Regions from separate parts of the Zea mays genome. Here region 2 is linked to region 1. Evidence: chromatin contacts called from public Hi-C data. All regions are on one chromosome and are shown on one strand. Each heading gives the region's core, a stretch centred on a gene start, on an enhancer-like site or on the middle of the called end of the contact. The rest is flanking DNA. Distances are from core to core; before and after follow the strand shown.

Region 1 (6,417 bases), core at 1,979-4,478:
CCGAGTGCGGAAGGCTGCTGGTTTCACCCGGCGAGATCGTCGTGATCCCTCAAGGTCTCCGATTTGCTGTCGACTTGCCGGATGGCCCCTCGCGTGGCTATGTCTCTGAGATCTTCGGCGCCCATTTTCAGCTCCCTGATCTTGGCCCAATTGGTAATAATAAATTGTTTTGTCACACCGAGAACCCATACTTACCTAAACTGTGTGTGTGTGTGCAGGTGCCAATGGCTTGGCTTCGCCGAGGGATTTCCTTTCCCCGACAGCATGGTTTGAGCAGGAGCACCACCCTGGATACACAATAGTGCACAAGTATGGTGGCGAGCTGTTCAGCGCCACGCAGGATTTCTCTCCATTCAACGTGGTCGCGTGGCATGGGAATTATGTCCCTTACAAGGTGTGTTGTATGCCATTGTACACCTGTCTGCCATTGAGATGTGTGTCGCTGTTCACTCCACCCCCTTCTCTTTCAGTATGATCTGAGTAAGTTCTGTCCATTCAACACCGTCCTCTTGGATCATGGCGACCCGTCAGTGAACACAGGTGGGTGTCAGGATTGGGTTTTCTGTTCATTCCGCTGCTGCATCTTGAGGACTAATTAACCCAACAAATATTGATTCGCAGTTCTAACTGCGCCAACTGATAAGCCTGGCGTCGCGTTGCTTGATTTTGTAATATTCCCACCCAGATGGCTGGTTGCTGAGAATACATTCCGCCCACCCTACTACCACCGCAACTGCATGAGCGAATTCATGGGCCTCATCTATGGGATGTACGAGGTATCTATCTATCTATCTATCTATCTATCTATCTTATCTATCTATCTCTCTGGCAGTGGCAGCAGTCATGTGAAGAGATGTAAAGACGATGCACATCTGCAGGCTAAGGCCGATGGTTTTCTTCCTGGTGGCGCCAGCCTTCACAGCTGCATGACACCGCATGGGCCAGACACCAAGACGTACGAGGCAACGATCAGCCGTGCTGCTGCCAACGAGCCATCCAGGCTCAGTGGTACGTTGGCGTTCATGTTTGAGTCTTGGCTTATCCCTCGCGTGTGCCCATGGGCTCTGGATTCCCCGTGTCGGGACCTCGACTACTACCAGTGCTGGATCGGATTGAAGTCACACTTTTCACCTCCTGCTGCTGCTGTTGATGATGAGAACGAGTAGCTGCTTACAGCAGCAGTCTTGGAACGGACAGGCAGCGAACTGAAACTGGGGTGGATATGCTGTACGTCGTGTCCTGCTTGCTGTCGGTTTCTGAAGCTTTTAGCTGGCAGGGACAGGCGGCTGTTGGCTTTGCTGATTGCCCAACCCTCTCCTGTAATATTAATCCTACCAGAGAAACTTAAACTTGACTCAACCGATATGCTATTAAATAAATAAAGCAAGCAAGTTAGGATACGAGTTACCAGAGTTGTCACGGTTCCAGCAACCCGTAGCCAGTGCTGTCACGTATCAGTGAGTACGTGATTGCGACAAAAACACACACACATGTTAATATGTATTTTTGTTAGTCACAATAATCGTGTGTTGTTATTAATCACCAGAACTGTAGAGGACCTAGATGGTTTCATACGCATCACACTCAACTTGTTAGTCACAATATTTGACACAATGACGACTATAAAGGACCTAGATGATTTCATTACAACTCATCCTTTCTTGCTCTCTTTTTCCATTCTAAATGCTGAATTAGGAAGAGCCTTTGTCTAATGAGAAATTTAAAATTTGTTAGTCGATATAATTAGTAGCCTCATTAATATATCGAGAGTAGCTTATGTGTATCAATCATTCTCATTACCCGAGAAATTTGGAATTTTGCCATTATGAAAACTGGACTTCGCTGGATTGCCATTAAATTTGTGGGTTTCGTTCAAGTGCCATTATCAACTAAGACACATACGCTGAAATGCCTTTTGGCTATTTAACAAAAAGAAAAACCAATTTAATTGGGTTAGAGAGGGCGCACGGACTCATTTGCCCTTCTCTTCTTCGTTTCGTCGCTCCGCTCAGCCATCCGGTACTTGACCGGCGTGGAGGGGCGCAGGAGTGCCATAGCGCGGCGCCGGATCTAGGCGAGCTTATTGAGGAGCGTGGTGGCCATGGTGGAGAGCTGGTCGAACTCGCGGTTGGCGGCGGCAATCCGGTACTTGGCCGGCGCGGAGCCCGTGAGCGTGGCATCGCACCCGATCCCAGCCTGACCCGTGAATGGCAGCAGCGCGCGCCGCCACATAGCCGCGCATGAGGCGCAGCGCGAGCACGGACGTCGCGCCGTACAGGATGCTGCACGCCTCCAGCGGGTCCCGCGCGGCCGGGTCCCCGCCCTCGCCCTTGCGCCGCGCCATCCCCGCCGCGACGTCATGCGCCGAGGCCCTGCTCGCGGCCGCCAGGTCCGCCGCCATCAGAAGGTGGCCATGCCGGCCATGCCGGTCCGCGGAGGCGGCGCCCGGCACGGACCCCAGTTGCAACGCGCAGAAGGCCACGTCCACGAAGTCGCGGATCGTGTCGCACGAGCCGGGCAAGTACCAGATGGCTGAGCGGAGCGGCGAAGCAGAGAAACGGAGAAGAGAAGGGCAAATGAGTCCGTGCGCCCTCTCTGACCCAATTAAATTGGTTTTTCTTTTTATTAAATAGCCATAAGGCATTTCAGCGTATGTGCCTTGGTTGATAATGGCACTTGAACGAAACCCACAAATTTAATGGCAATCCAGCGAAGTCCAGTTTTCATAATGGCAAAATTCCAAATTTCTCCTCATTACCCTTAGGTAGGTCAAGAGAGAGTTTTTTTTACTCTTGGTGAAATGCATCACTTAGATAGTTTGGCGACATATAAATTAATTTATTTATGAGAAATGCATATGGATAGGGGAGAGTAGGGTAGCATTCCTAGAGTTGGGGAGATTAGAATGTTGTGACGTCGGCGTCACTGACAGGTGGGACCTACTTGGGTTTGTCTGGGCCCGCCACTTGCATGCTCATGGAGCAGCGGAGGAGTGGAAGGCGCACGTGACGTGAGGATGAGAGGAGCGCGGGCGGTCCAGTACAGGGCCAGGCTCACACCAATCATCGCACCTGTCATGTCGCAATCCACCAATGGATTTCTTTCTCTCCTTTTTCTTTCTTATTTTATTTGTTCTACTCATCATCAGAGTATATTATTACTTATTATTCTGCCTGCCGTATATAGTATATATAATTAATACGTATATTAAACGAGAAAAAACAGTTTTTGTACGTGTAGCGGCTGCCGTGGAGGGAGGGAGAGCAGCATCCTCCTCCGCTTTCTTCCTTCTTTCTCCTTGTGTGTTGTGTTGGGGTGTCTCTCCCCTTTATAAAACCCAACTACGACTAGGGAAACGAAAGGAAAGGAAAGGAAAGGAATGCAAGGAAGGAGAGACACAATCGGCGGCAACAGCGATTGATTTCGTCCGCCGCACCTCTCCTCTCTCTCCGCCGCCGTCGCCGCCGCCAACAAGGGCGAAACCTTCCGATTTCTTCCACTTCTGCTGTTAGGGTTCCGCCTCCACCTGCTCTGCTCTGGTGAGTTGTTATCTTCCCTCCGTTTCTCTTTCTTCTCTTTTTCCCCCCTTTCTGGTGATGATGCATGCACACATGATGAGATTGCTCTGCCGATTGTCAGTCCTCTCTCCCTCAGCCGCAACCGCAACCCCGCCAAGGGACAACGCAAATCCTTCCTCTTATCAGCTTCAGTCACTACTACACCTACCTGTACCACACTGTTCGTCCTCCTCGGTTCTTTTGCTCCTAATCCTTGCCACTACCCGATCTATCCCTTCACTTCCGCCGCGCACCTGCATGTGCCTTTGTGTTTATGTCTAGATTCATCGCACCGGACCCATCTTGTGCGATTGGATTCGATTGCTTCCGTATTCCTCATCGCTATTTCTGGGTCAAACTCCTTGTTGCGTCTATCCAAATCCTTTCTTGCATGTTTGACTATCCCTCCCGTGCCAAACCCAAACAAAATAATAATAATAAAACCCCTTTCGCCCCCCATTCACCTTAGTTCAAACTTCGTCTCAATACCCTTCTATCAGATTCTTGTGCGCACGACCCAACCCAAATGAGTAAATGACAGACGACGACATATGCTCAACCCTTTCTGTGCAGGTATCTTCTGCGCAATGCCAATGCTGTAATGGATCGATCGTCAGATTCTTCCAATCCACCAGGTTCATGTTCCACGACAATCACGCTGTATTTCTCAATGCGGTTGCTCTAACTTTGTAACATTGTACCAGGTCTTGCCGTGCCTGCCGCCTCAAAGCCACCACAGATGGCCGCAAATAACAACCCTTGGAGGGCCCCTCTGCCACCGCTGCTCAATGCTCGCGCTGGTTTTGGTGGCGATACAAGCCTCTTCTCAACCTCGCTGCCGGTTCTTCCTCATGAAAAGTGTATGTGTTCTGCTTTTCATCGTCATAAATTAATAATGCACTTGAGCCATACCAAGTTTCTAGCCAAATGCTCATGTGCGGAGAGCGCGACAACTTTACTGCCCTATCGAGTATCTTTGCTCATGGATGAACACGATTTTCTGCCTATGAGAAATTGACCAGTGGATGCCTATTGAGTATATTTGCTCATGGGTCAACATGATTTTCTGCCTATGGGAAATTGACCAGTGGATGCCTATTGAGTATCTTTGCACATGGGTAAACATGATTTTCTGGCTATTGGAAATTGACCGATGGGTGCCAGGGAGTGGTAAATTAAATGTGCGAGAGGGAGCAGATGATCTTAGGGCGATTAATTCCTATATAATAAATTGTTCTGTAGTCACGCCCCCGTTTCTTTTTCCTTTCGATTTATTGCAAATTCGATGCATCAGAAGTCTCACAAATCTACCATTTTGAATATTAGTACATGTTGACAATGTTTTTTTATATTTCTGATGACATCTCCAGCCATTTCTTTCAGTGATCTTTGCTGATTCTTCTCATGGTACCCCACCAATGGATGACACTTTGACCAAAATGAAAGTCCTGGCTAATGATCCTGATGAGAAGGACTACAAATTTGATTTTGATCTTCGGCAGATAGATGACTTGTTGCCAGATGAAGATGAGTTTTTCGCGGGGATCACTGATGAGACTGAGCCCGTTGCGCAGACAAATACCACGGAGGAATTGGAGGAGTTTGATGTGTTTGGCAATGGAGGGGGCATGGAGCTGGACATTGACCCTGTGGAGAGCATCACAGTTGGTTTTGCAAATTCAAGTATTGTCGACGGGGCTAGATGCAATAGCATCAACCCTTTTGGTGTCCCAAGCACTGTAGGAACTGTGGCTGGGGAGCACCCGTTTGGAGAGCACCCTTCGAGGACCTTGTTTGTAAGGAACATCAATAGCAATGTCGAGGACTCTGAACTGCGATCTTTGTTTGAGGTATCAACTGCAGTGATTGTAAATATCTTCATAACATTTATGATTATGATTTTGACCCCTTCATGTATTTCTCTGTTACTGAAAAGTTGAATCTCGTTGTGGTCTATTGTTATTTCAGCAATATGGGGACATCCGGACCCTTTACACTGCAACAAAGCACAGGGGCTTTGTAATGATATCTTATTTTGATATCAGAGCTGCACGGAATGCAATGCGCGCATTGCAGAACAAACCTCTGAGGAGGAGAAAGCTGGACATTCATTTTTCCATCCCAAAGGTTGTTTGTTGTTTCGGTTTTATTTATCAGACACACCAACAAAATTACTTCTTGGAATGATCGTTGTGTTTGATTTTGCAGGAGAATCCATCTGACAAAGATTTGAACCAGGGAACTCTTGTTATTTTTAACTTGGATCCGTCGGTTTCTAATGAAGAGGTTCGCCAGATTTTTGGGGCATATGGTGAAGTAAAGGAGGTTAGCATGCAAAGTATTGTCTCCCTTCATTCTGCTTTTGATGCTCCTTCCCTATTCATGCTGACGGTGCTTTGTCTTCTACTTTTCATCTGCAGATAAGAGAGACACCAAACAAGAAACACCATAAGTTTATTGAGTTCTATGATGTAAGAGCAGCAGAGGCTGCTCTTCGGTCACTGAATAAAAGTGAGATAGCTGGAAAACGAATCAAGTTGGAACCAAGTCGTCCTGGTGGAACACGCAGAAAGTATGACTCTGATTTAGTTTTCAAGGCTATTTGCTTGTTACAGTTTCTCACCAATATTCTGTATATATATATATATATATATATATATATATATATATATATATATATATATATATATATATTGCTGGAGCTGTCATTTTGCTGTGGTTCTGGGTGCCACATTCTTATGATTCTGATAAGCTTGCAAGTTAGATGTATAGTGCAGTGCCGGCTAACTTTATTTTGAATAATTCACTTGCAATTTAAATTGTCCGTTTCTTTACTCCTTCCTGAGTCATTTAATGTGTG
Region 2 (6,417 bases), core at 2,445-4,944, 360 kb after region 1:
AAAATATAATCTACCAAAAACAACTAATTGACTGCTTCTTTACAACAATCACTTGCATACATGTTCTGCCCTATTTTATAATCATAACAAACTGAATATGTTTGAGCAAAACAAAACTTGCTATAAACATTGTTGTATTGACTGTGAACTAGTGTAATAAATAATGTCTGTTTCATAATAATAAAAAACTGGATATGATTCAATAAAACAATACATGCTGTGAACAGTAATGTATTAACTATAACATAATGGAATAAATAAATGTATGCAGTCACAAAAACAACTAGCTAACCACTCAATTACCAATTGAACATCATCTATGAAAAAAAACTTTAACTGATATGCATAAACATGTATTCTAATGTGCGTAACCAACTGTGTAAATGTGCGTAACCAACTGTGTAAATGTGCGTAAATGTATTAAATCAACTGCATAAATATTTTTCACCCTCGCTGTAATCCTTACAATGCAGTATGAACAAAAAACAACACATTTGTTGACGGTTGAAGTCGATCCAATGAAATGTGCGCGAGCTAGGGTTAGGAAGAACACACCGTAGATGGTTGGGGAAGGGCTACCAGTTGGAGCGGTACCCGTTGACGGCGGCGAATATGGAAGATGGCGGAGAACGTGGAAGCGGTCGGGTCGGCGGAGAGCGTGGAAGCAGACGCGTCGACGGAGAAACTGGGGTTTTCTCCGGTCTGGACTCCCGTCTCCTAACGCAGCGGCGGGAATATTGGAGCGCGGATTGGGGACACCGAGGAGGCGCCGCTCAACTGCCGATTGCGACTGGATCGACAGCGAGCGGCGAGGGGAGCGGAGTCGTCGGGGATGGTTGAGTCGGCGGAGATTCCCGGAGTCGCGCGGCGAGGTTGGGGTTTTGCGGTTATGGAAACTGAGACCGGGAGAAAAGGAGCTAATGGAGGAGCACGTCAGTATATATATGGAATCTGAAAAGTCGGTCGGCTGTGAATGCACGTGCGTTCATATTTGGCTGGGGCTTCCTTTAGCTAAATAGAGCCCATGGCTCTAATACATATAGTATATATATATATATAGGGAAGAGGTAATGGAAGCCCTGGGCTTCCGTTAGTGAGCGAAGCCCCAGCCAGGAGGCCGATCGGGTCGCGTTCGGCCCACTAGACGCCAGCTTGCGTCAGCCATGCATAGGATAGCCACGTATCCCGGCTGAGACGCGACATGCGATATATGCACGCATAAATATATGTACAAATGTGCATAACTCATGCATAAATAGAATCTTTTATGCCACGAATCACGGGAACGAATATTTGCATGTGCTTGCCGGTTACGACTGCATAACGCTGCGATACATGATAGCGTAAACCATGCAAACATTTAAAATCTCCCACCGGTTTTAAGATAAGGAAAGACGTGCTCTTCGTGCGCGTAAATAAAGGCGCAGTTACAGGAGGAAAAAATACGCACGCATAAATCATGCATAGAAAGGATCTTTTGTACCTTGACTCACGGAAACGAATATTACCATGTGCACACCGTTTACGACTGCATAACGATGTGTAACATGATAGCATAAACCATGCATTATATAAATTTTGACCGGTTTGATATAAGGAAAGACGTGCTGCATAATCGCGTAAATAAAGGGACAGTTACGGTTCGAGGAGCATTAGTAGAAGGAAATAAATTTTAATTTACAGCCGCAGTTTGCGGGTTCTGCTCGGGCGAATTCCAGCGTAAAACGTGAGCTAAAACATCGTAAATGAGTACGAAATTTAGCGTAAATCATATATCTGTTTTGTAACAGCAAACGAAGCCCAAAATTACGGCGTAAAAATCGCGTGCACCCAATCGTGCGTGGGTTCTGGCTAGGGCAGATTCCGGCATAAAACGTGAGCTAAAACATCGTAAATGAATACGAAATTTAGCGTAAATCCTATATTAGCTAAAACAGCGTAGATTGATCACGTTCGATCGTGCACGGATTTTGGCTTGGTCAAATTTCAGCGTAATACGTGAACCAAACAGCGTAAATGGGTACAAATTTTATCGTACATCATCAATCTATTTCGTAACAACGAATGTGGCCTAAATTACGACGTCAAAATCGCGCTCCGATCGTGCTCGGGTTCTAGGTCAGGTGGATTTAAGCGTAAGACGTGATCCGAAACAACGTAAATGGATACGAATTTTAGCGTAAATCAATGATCTGTTTTAAAACGACGAATGTGGCACTTGCTTTTTAGTGGAAGCGTAAAATGCAATAAGAAAGAACCTAAGACAAAATCTTTTTTTTGCCGACCTATACATGCGACATGGGGGTGAATTAATAACTGAACGAACCCAAGACAAGAAAGAAAACGATGAAGCCATTTGCTGTTCCTGAATCTTGATCCGTCACGCTCACGGTGGTCAGAAGAACAAGAACTTTGACTTGGAGATGCATCTGAAGGGGAGCACGGTGCCGTTGGGCCAGAAGAAGCGGAGCTGGCACGCCAGGCGCGTCCACTGGTCGACGCCGACGATCCCCGCGACCTTCCATCACGTCCGGGCCTCCCATCCACCCGGAACGGCACCACGCCGTCGCGGAGCGCGGCCTCCATGGCGGCGCTGCCGGCGTCGCCCAGCGGGGCGCCCTGCGCGCGTGCCACGTACGCCAGCGGGAGGACGCCCCTGGCGGGCACGCGGAACGGGTAGGCGCGGAGCACCGCCAGCCCGCCCGCACCGCCACGTACGGCACGCGGGGCTGCAGCAGCACCACCACCACAAGGACGGCCACGGCGCCCAGCAGCACCACGACCGCCAGCACCAAGAACAGCACCACCGCCGCCCACTCCGCCGCGCCCGACCGGTGCCTCCTGAAGCTGTACCGCCGCAGACGCTGAGGCTCCTCCTCGCGCCCCCTCCACGACCACCAATCCGCCGGCTGGAGAGCGCCGCAGCGGCCGGGGCTCTCCTGCTCACGAGCGCCTGCTCGCACGCCCGAGGGAACCGCCGCCGCCGCTAAAACCTAATCTCTGGCGGCGTGGGGGTGTTTTTATAGTGACGGCGTGGGACTGGATAATTGTGAGCGCGTGGGCAGGATCGTGGGCCCGATTCACGTAATATGTGCAGACTATATTTACATAAACTGATACACACATCAACATAACTCGTATTATAATTTAGCGTAAGCACAGGTAGGTACAATAAGCCAAAAAAGGTCCGTGCGGTCTGCACAACTGGTCAGGGCTTCCTGTAGTTAAATAGAGCACAGGGCTCTAAATACTATATATATATATATATATATATATATATATATATATATATATATATATATATATATATATATATATATATATTCGAATGAATGATGTTAAATCTAGACACATACGTTAAGTAACATATTGTATGAATCTTTTAATTATCTAAAACGAATTTTAATTTGGGACAATATACTACGTTGGCTGTTTAAGAGCACACTATCTATATAATAGTATGTCGCATTGGATTTGCAATGTGTACATGGTGTATCCACACGTGGGGGTACGTACGTACGGGATTGATATATAGGTCTAGGTGAAGAAGACAATACAAGCGGCAGAAATGTAATCCAGAATGGATGCGTGACAGCCATAGGCTGGGATAAGAAAATCCGATGGCGCGCGTCGCTGGGCCACCCATTCGTCGTCGTCTCGTCACGATCTCATCCTCCGATCCTCCATGACCTGTGCTGCATGGCATGCACTTGTATTTCTTGTGCCTGCTTAATGCTGGGCTATCCGCCGGTCTCTTGCTCTGATAGCTTGCTCCAGGACGTACGTACGTACGTAGATCGATCCATCGATCGCTAGCTAGCTGACGACCATGGCGTCCCTCTCCTCTGCCGCCATCACCGCCCCTTCCTTCACGGCCGCGCCCGCTCGCGCAGTGGTCAGCAGGAGGTCCTTCACCGTGCGTGCCTCTCTCCGCAAGGCCACTGCCACCGCCGCCGTGGCCGTTGCCGCCAGCGTCCTGCTTGCCGGCGGCGGCGCCATGGCCCAGGAGGTGCTGCTGGGCGCAGGCGACGGCGGGCTCGTCTTCGAGCCCAGCCAGTTCACCGTCAAGGCCGGCGACACCATCACCTTCAAGAACAACGCCGGCTTCCCGCACAACGTCGTGTTCGACGAAGACGAGGTGCCGAGCGGCGTCGACGCCTCCAAGATCTCGCAGGAGGAGTACCTCAACGCGCCAGGCGAGACCTACTCCGTCACCCTCACCGTGCCGGGCACCTACGGCTTCTACTGCGAGCCGCACCAAGGAGCAGGAATGGTCGGCAAGATCACAGTCAACTAAAGCTAGCTATCCATTCCATGCATCTCGATCTGTATGTACTCCGCCCGTCGATGGATGATGCATCCATCTCTACTTGTTTTCCTCACATGTACAACAATTAATGCAACAAATTAAGTACGTACTTGAGAGAGAGACCCTTCTTCTTCTTTTCTTTTTTTTTAATGCAGCGGTATTGTTTGCACATGCTGTCACGAAAATTTATATATATATAACCAGATATACTTTTAATCATGTTGTAAAAAATTTATCAGTATGATTGAATAAATTTATCTAGGTCAAGCTACTAGTTTATGCCTCCATTTATAGTATGATTGAATAAAAAATAAAGTACTAAACTACTATAAGTGTCTCTCAACTTCAATAAATGCTTAGAAGTAGTCCATCCTTAACCTTGTTTTCCATCCGTTCAAAAACGGCAGTGAGATCCATAAGCAGGAGTGTAGGAACCATACATTGTCCAAAAAAAATATCATCATTGTGGTTTAACTTAAATTTGTCTCTACGGAACAAATGTTAGTTACAATGATCTTATTTCATCATTAATTACCAAAACTTTTGATGGTCTAGATGCTTTCGCGAGTATAAGATAGCTTAAGCAAAGGTACCGTACGAGTGTAGTATGCAAATAAACGGGAGATAATGTTGACATGATCTTTTCGTGAGTATAAGATAGGCCATCGGAGTCTTAGGCCTATCGTTCTAACAACTTTCTTTTTCAACTGTGAATACTTGTTTCATGATGTGCAATGACCAGCAATTGTGGCATCGCAGGTAATATTACTTGTGTTTGCACAAAAACTCCGGCATCTATATTTTTTATTAAGAAGAAGAGGAAGAAGAAGATCTAATGGAAGTAGCCGTAGAGCTCGAGGAAGCAAATGCAGAGGTTCCACGTACAGCCGACGGCAGGGCCTGTCAGGGCGACCCTGAAGAATCGGAAGGGCAGAAGGGCCGCCGGGCCAACGATGGGCCAAGAGGCGAACTGGCCTGGATAGCAGACGGTAGGGTCGCTGTCGTGGACACGGAGGCTTGTCCAGTTCCGGCCGTCCATGGATCCCTGCCAGCTTCATAGGTTCAGCCTCGCTCCATGCAACACCAAGCATTAGTTAGTTAGTATATACCTGGAAAGCCCAAGACCTCATGAATGCTGTGGAGCCATCCTGCCTCACCGTGTAGTAGTTGCACATCAACTGTAAGGCAATTCGCCATCCCATTATCTACTGCATTGGCAACCATCAGATCAGATGCCAGGAATATATGAACCAACCTGGTGCTCCTGTCCGATGTCTACCATCCACCAAGAAACCCTCTTGCCATTTTCAACACAAGGCCCAGCAAAACATGTCCCCTACAATCGTCAAATCATATCAAATGTAATTTTGTTCAAACGCAAGAAACAAGTCACGATTCCCAATGTTATATCATACCTGGTAATTCTTTGAAACCAAAGCCTTTGGATCTGTGTGCCTTGAATTTGGACTGCTTGCCACCACAGTGATATTCTAATTGCAGAAGGTTAAGATTACTTTTCTGGTTTTTGCATAAAAATGCGATGCTAACTAAAGACAAACTAGTTTAAACAAGCGAGCTTCCCTTTTACCTTGGTTAACACAGGATTCATCCACTGATGTTTTCCAAATGATGTTCCAGCATAGTAGATAACACCATTGCTATCACCATCAGAGATATACTGCAGCTCTTTATAGCTTGACCGTCTATGCTGAAATCTCTCACTGAAAGATTTAGGATTAACGACAAACAGCAGTCAGCCATATCATCAATCATTCCTCCGGTTTGATCCAAGCATCAAGACATACCATTCGCATGCTGTAGGCATCAATTGTCCAGCATGAGAGAATTCAATGGCCTCTGCAACCTGTGGCCCAAGTAACCAGATTGTACACTTCCGGTGCCGAAACATGTAAAGATTGAAAATATTATACTCTGGAGCAAGAAAGCACTAACCAACTGTCTGAATGCTTGTATGTGGTTTGCTAGATTACTTCTCTCCATCTGCAGTGAAACAACATGCAATATTGTAACCCAAACAAATTTAATTTGGCACAAGTTGCTTCACAGTAGAATTGTATAACAAGAAAAGCAGTGTGTACCCTCTTTAG

What was found. Hi-C and Micro-C count contacts between places; a contact is called where the count stands out from the background.
Region 2: a contact with region 1 is called in a Hi-C map of bundle sheath, with 4 times the contacts expected there. The contact joins the promoter of LOC100192779 here to the promoter of LOC103638194 in region 1. A contact is called at or near these places in 3 of 25 Hi-C or Micro-C datasets (bundle sheath, ear and leaf).

Annotation. Positions count from the first base shown.
Region 1 is chr9:30,610,242-30,616,658 of Zm-B73-REFERENCE-NAM-5.0, forward strand. LOC103638194 (protein MEI2-like 2) reads left to right here and starts at 3,229. Exons shown (of 13, transcript XM_008661186.3): 1 at 3,229-3,539; 2 at 4,131-4,192; 3 at 4,262-4,417; 4 at 4,941-5,407; 5 at 5,526-5,684; 6 at 5,766-5,882; 7 at 5,978-6,129. The coding sequence starts at 4,159. It overlaps LOC100192757, which reads left to right. Exons shown (of 8, transcript NM_001137955.3): 4 at 1-153; 5 at 219-394; 6 at 471-540; 7 at 622-776; 8 at 879-1,397. The coding sequence ends at 1,166. It also overlaps the pseudogene LOC103639860.
Region 2 is chr9:30,973,515-30,979,931 of Zm-B73-REFERENCE-NAM-5.0, forward strand. LOC100192779 (Plastocyanin major isoform chloroplastic) reads left to right here and starts at 3,695. Exons shown (of 1, transcript NM_001137975.2): 1 at 3,695-4,574. The coding sequence starts at 3,830. The coding sequence ends at 4,297. LOC109942404 (BTB/POZ domain-containing protein) reads right to left here. Exons shown (of 13, transcript XM_020544364.2): 6 at 6,409-6,417; 7 at 6,263-6,310; 8 at 6,115-6,173; 9 at 5,898-6,030; 10 at 5,725-5,799; 11 at 5,565-5,645; 12 at 5,419-5,487; 13 at 4,751-5,354. The coding sequence ends at 5,142.